Linked DNA regions of Macaca mulatta: region 1 is linked to region 2. The links are chromatin contacts, called in public Hi-C maps. All regions are on one chromosome and are shown on one strand. Each heading gives the region's core, a stretch centred on a gene start, on an enhancer-like site or on the middle of the called end of the contact. The rest is flanking DNA. Distances are from core to core; before and after follow the strand shown.

What was found. A called contact is a pair of places that touch in the nucleus more often than the background predicts.
Region 1: a Hi-C map of fetal cortical plate shows a contact between it and region 2, with 2.1 times the contacts expected there. The contact joins the promoter of INPP5K here to the enhancer-like site in region 2. A contact is called at or near these places in 4 of 14 Hi-C or Micro-C datasets (CD4 T cells, fetal cortex germinal zone, fetal cortical plate and 1 more).

The regions. Positions count from the first base shown.
Region 1 is chr16:3,067,844-3,070,582 of T2T-MMU8v2.0, forward strand. INPP5K (inositol polyphosphate-5-phosphatase K) reads right to left here and starts at 1,290. Exons shown (of 12, transcript NM_001260646.1): 1 at 1,123-1,290. The coding sequence starts at 1,166. PITPNA (phosphatidylinositol transfer protein alpha) reads right to left here. Exons shown (of 12, transcript NM_001260719.1): 12 at 2,613-2,739.
Region 2 is chr16:2,894,137-2,896,836 of T2T-MMU8v2.0, forward strand. The region is part of intron 6 of YWHAE (tyrosine 3-monooxygenase/tryptophan 5-monooxygenase activation protein epsilon); the gene reads right to left. Among named protein-coding and RNA genes, the nearest start is that of YWHAE, 52 kb to the right of the region's middle. Within about 2 kb of position 1,300, at least 2 of the 40 cell types and tissues checked have an H3K27ac peak or open chromatin away from gene starts, as enhancers often do. A contact at or near this core is called in fetal cortical plate, where this site is marked.

The DNA.
Region 1 (2,739 bases), core at 40-2,539, 170 kb after region 2:
CGGGAACCCGGGAGGCGGAGCTTGCAGTGAGCCGAGATCGCGCCACTGCACTCCAGCCTGGGCGACAGAGCGAGACTCCGTCTCAAAAAAAAAAAAAAAAAAAAAAAAAAAAGAAGCCCCAGACTGTGCGCAGCACAGAGCACGCAGGAGCTGCAGACCCTGCAGAGACCAGGAACAGCCTGGCCTGAGTCCTAGGCACACGATGAGGAGCACCTGCAGCAGCTGGAGATCTGGAGTGGCAGAGGGTACAGGGGGACGGGAGAAAAGAGCAGATGATGCCAAAACATCTCTTCTCCAACAGACCCTGTTCTTAGAGGTCGACGTTCTCAAAGGCACTTCAAGAAATTCTTGGCCAGTTTAAAGCAACTTCCTGTCCCTCCCTGTTAGCATAAACAACACTGTACAGAAACCACCTTCCCAGGCGCTCAGCCTGAGATTGTGTGCTTCATTTGTTTACGATCTCCCCCTGCTGTCCCACAGAGGCTTAAGGAACAAAAGATCTTTTGCTCAGAGACTTACTTTCTCAGACTCACTCTAAGAGGATGGAGAGCAAAAGTCCGGATTTCTTGTTCCCACTCTCAAATCCGACGATTAGCAGCAAATCCAGGCATCGTGACTTACACTAAGTGGGCGATTAGCCTTGTTCCCCGTGAAAGAGCAGGCAAGAGACCAGGCTAAGTCACTTCACTAAAGGATCTTATCTCAATCTGATTTCGGGTTCCCGGGGGTCACCATGGGATCAGGCAGACCTCCTGATGTACGTGCTGATGAGAAGCAGGAACAAGATTTCTAACCTAGAGCTGAAAGGTGACGGCCTCGTTATGTCTTTAACCTCAAACAACCCAACACGGCTGTCCTCTCCACAAAGCAACCGGGACACCTGCTTGCGCCCCAGTGGGAACGAGCTTGGCAGCCTCGGCTTAGAGGGGGCGCGAGGCTCGGGCCCAACGCAGCCCACCTGACACAGGCGTGGGAGAAGGTGGTAGCGCCCCTGAACCAAAGGCAGTCATGGAGGTCTGGTGCCTTGTCTCCCGGTCTGCGTCCACCCCCAGCCCGCAGCCCGAGGGGGTCGGCGGCAGCGATGCCCCGAGCAGGCCTCCTCTGCCGCCAGCGTCTCCTCACCTGAGCCTCCTGCCCTTCGGCCCGCTCAGCTTCCGCGAGCTCATGGCCGCCGTCGTCCCCGCGCGCTGGTCCGGCAGGTTCGCGTCTCCCGGCCAGCGGGTCCCGGCTAGAGTAGCCCTGCCGGCTGTCGCGGGCTGTTTTTCTTCCGGACTCCGACCTTCCGCCCCGGCTTCCGTCAGAGACGGGCCCGGGGCGCACGCCGGGCTCTGGGTGGTGCGGTTCGCAGGAGGAGGCGGGACTCTCCCACGAGCGCAAGGCTGCGAGAGGCTGAGCCAAGACGGGATCGCGGACGTCAGGGGGGGCGTGTCGGGCCTGTCATCAGCGCACGACGCCACAGTACCCCAGACGACGCGGGGTGCGCGGCCGCCGCCAGACCCGGCCCAGCCCGCGCCCGCCGTCCGCGGCTCCCAGCGTGCCCCGCGCCAGGGACCGTTTTCCGGCGGAAGTTGTCGCTTCGCCGCCGCCGCCTCTGCCCCACTCGCGAGGCATCCGAGAACCCCGTCCTTGTGTTGTCTTCGCCCCGGCTCCCCGCCGTCCAGAGACCCAGGGGGTAAACGAGGGTCGCGGGTGGCGACACGCAGCCTAGCCACTGTCCCGCCTGGGATCCGGCCTCCCCGCCCCCCAGCTGCAGGTAATCTCCCCGTTCCCGTGGCGCTCACGCCTCCGTTCTCCACGCCCACTTCCAGGCGGCTTTCTGCCCCAAACTGATTGGATTACCTATGGCATAGAGGACGTTTGGGGATTCCTGGACTCCTGGAAAATTAGCCGTCAATAAATGAAACGCAGGCCGGGCACGGTGGCTCCCGCCTGTCATCCCAGCACTTTGGGAGGCCGAGGCGGGCGGATCACTTGAGGTCAGGAGTTCGAGACCAGCCTGGCCAACATGGTGAAACCCCGTCTCTGCTAAGAATACAAAAGTTAGCTGGGCTTGATGGCGCGCGCCTGTTAATTCCAGCTACTAGAGAGGCCGAGGCAGGAGAATCGCCTGAACCCGGGAGGCGGAAGTTGCAGTGAGCCGAGATCGCGCCACTGTACGCCAGCTTGCGGGACAGCGAGATTTCGTCTCAAAAAAAAGCCGAGATGGGATTTCACCATGTTGGTCAGGCTGGTCTGGAACTCCTGACCGCAGGTGATCCGCCCGCCTCGGCCTTCTAAAGTGCTGTGATTATAGGTGTGACCCACCGCGCCCGGCCTAGAACTACTTTAAATAAATGTTTTGCTTGTTTGGTAGGGTGGATAAAGAGGAAGATGTGAAGAGGAGGCAGACAAAAGCAAAAGGAAATCCTGTCAGTAGGAAATGGTCAAATTACAGTTCAGATGTGCAATGTTTGCATAAGTAAACTGACAAGGGAAATTTTCAGACACATCTTGGTACCTCTTCCTAATCTTGCCCTGGTAAAATGGGGGTTATCAGTGCAAGTTTGAGGATATATACAGTTGGAAAATGGACATCACCAAACTGGACTCCAGAAAGCTCTGTCTAGGATTTTATTAGACTGCTTTTTTCTCAATATACCTGTATTGGAAGATTGAGACAAAAAGGCACAAACTCACATTAAATAAACAAGGTAATCTAATCAATTCTACAAAGTGTAGTTTGTAAAAGAAGTAGCACTA
Region 2 (2,700 bases), core at 50-2,549:
TCAGGTGATCCGTCCACTTCGGCCTCCCAAAGTGCTGGGATTACAGGCATGAGCTACTGTGCCTGGCAATGTTTTTATTTAAAAAAAAAATAATAATGAAAATGGCCAGGCACGGTGGCTCACAGGGAGACTCCGCATCACAAAACAAACCAAAACAAACCAAAAAATGAGCCGGGCGCGCTGGCTCACACCTGTAATCCCAGCGCTTTGGGAGGCCGAGATGGGTAGATCACGAGGTCAGGAGTTTGAGACCAGCCTGGCCAACATAACATAGTAAAACCCTGTCTCTATTAAAAATACAAAAAATTAGCTAGGCGTGGTGGCGGACACCTGCAGTCCCAGCTACTAGGGAGGATGAGGCAGAAGAATCACTTGAACCTGGGAGGCAGAGGATGCAGTGAGCTGAGATAGCACCACTGCACTCTGGCCTAGGCAACAAAAGCAAAATTCCGTCTCAAAAATAAATAAATAAATAAAAATAAACAAATAAATAATAAAATACACATACACACACACATATTCAAGTCAAGTCACCTTTATTACTTTTTATTACTTTTACTCTCAAACACCCATCCCCAGGGGTGAGAGGGTATCATTTCCTCAAGTCAATCCCGCTTCCCAAACTCTCCACGTGCTTTCCCTCCATCAACAGGCAGAGAGATGCTAGTATCTGAGCTGGGGATGACTGTTAGGAGTCCACAGCTGTTTGGCCATTCTTCTTCATAGTTGTTAAAACAATTTTTTTCCCTTAAGAGATGGCACCTCATTCAGTCATCCAAGTTAGAATGCAGTGGCGCAATCAAGGCTCACTGCAGCCTCAAGATCCCCCAACCTCACTGGAGTTTTTTTTTTTTTTTTTTTTGAGATAAAGTCTTGCTCTATGAAGCCTCGCTCTGTCTCCCAGGCCAGAGTGCAGTGGCGTGATCTCAGCTCACCGCAACCTCCACCTCCTGTGTTCAAGCAATGCTCCTGCCTCAGCCTCCCAAGTAGCTGGGGTTACAGGCACATAGCACTGCGCCCGGCCTTTTTTTTCTTTTCATTTTTTTAAAGACAGGGTCTTACTATGTTGCCCAGGCTGGTCTTGAACTCCTAGGCTCAGGCATCATCCCACCTTGGCCTCCCAAGTCCTGGGATTACAGACATGAGCCACCGCAACCAGAGTGGGATAGATTTCAAGCTGGAAGCCACTTGTTCAGAGTTGGTAAATTGTTTCTGAGTTCCAAGGACTGGGAGTAGCAGCCTGAAATGCTGCGCTGGGAAGTGGTCCGTGGCTCCATCTGGCACTATTGCAAGCGTGTAAGTAAGTCCTATGTATATGAGTATCTCATGCCAATCCCGATTTAGTCAAATCCTAAACATTTCCTAGAGCTAGGAAGCATTAAAAGCTGAGTCTCACTTTAGTACCATAACCCAAAAGTCACAAATCTGATTTGATCCTTTCAGAGAAAAGACACATACGTGCCCACTTTCAGAAGCGTTTTCAAAAAGTGTAACACTTCCAAAGACAATACAGCAGGTCGATTTCCCCAACAGACACTACAGATAGCCTCAAGCAACGCGACATATGTTTCAGTCTAAGAAACTTTTTTTTTTTTTTTTTTTTTTTTTTTTTTTTTTTTTTGAGATGGAGTCTCCCCTCTGTCACCCAGGCTGGAGTGCAATGGCACGATCTCAGTTAATTGCAACCTCCGCCTCCTGGGTTTAAGCAATTCTCCAGCCTCAGCCTCCTGAGTAGCTGGGACTGACTACAGGCGCCCGCCAACACACCTGTTCTATTTTTAGTAGAGACAGGGGTTTCACTGTGTTGGCCAGGATGATCTCGATCTCCTGACCTCGTGATCCGCCGGTCTCGGCCTCCCAAAGTGCTGGGATTCCAGGCCTGAGCCTCCGCGCCCAGCCCAGCTTAAGAAACATGCTTAAAGGAATCGCAGCTAAAACTGACAACAGACTTTGTTTCCAACCTCCTACCAGCACCAGCACCACCAAATGTAAAACTATCTTGTAATGTAATGCTCATATCACACTAATTTGTCTTCTTCTCCACCCCTGTTCAACAATCTACCATGGATAATAATGATTCTCTAGAGAGAGAGAATTAAATTTCCTTTAAAATCAACAAACGTTAACAAATTTGGGCTTCTGTATTTAAAGTAAACATTCACACACACTCACCATCACAATTAAGTTTAGTAAAATACTCTAGCTAAATTGTTTGCAATGAAAACCTCTTAAAAGTAACAACAGCCGGGCACAGTGGCTCACGCCTGTAATCCCAGCACTTTGAGAGGCTGAAGCGGGCGGAACACCTGTGGTCAGGAGTTCAAGACCAGCCTGACCAACATGACGAAATCCCGTCTCTACTAAAAATACAAAAATTAGGTGGACATGATACCGGGTGCCTGTAACCCCAGTTACTCCGGAAGGCTGAGGCAGGAGAATCGCTTGAACCTGGGAGGCAGAGCTTGCAGTGAGCCGAGATTATGCTACTGCACTCCAGCCGGGGTGTTGCAGCGAGACTCCATCTCAAAAAAAAAAAAAAAGAAAAGAAAAGAAAAAAAAAAAGACCCAAGGGCCAACATACAATTTCTCTGCTGAACCCCAGAGGTAAATGGGAAATTAGTTCCCTTTTAGATAAAAAATTTCAACAAAGAGAAAAACTTCATAAATACCTATTGATACCATCTGGATTTAAATACAGTT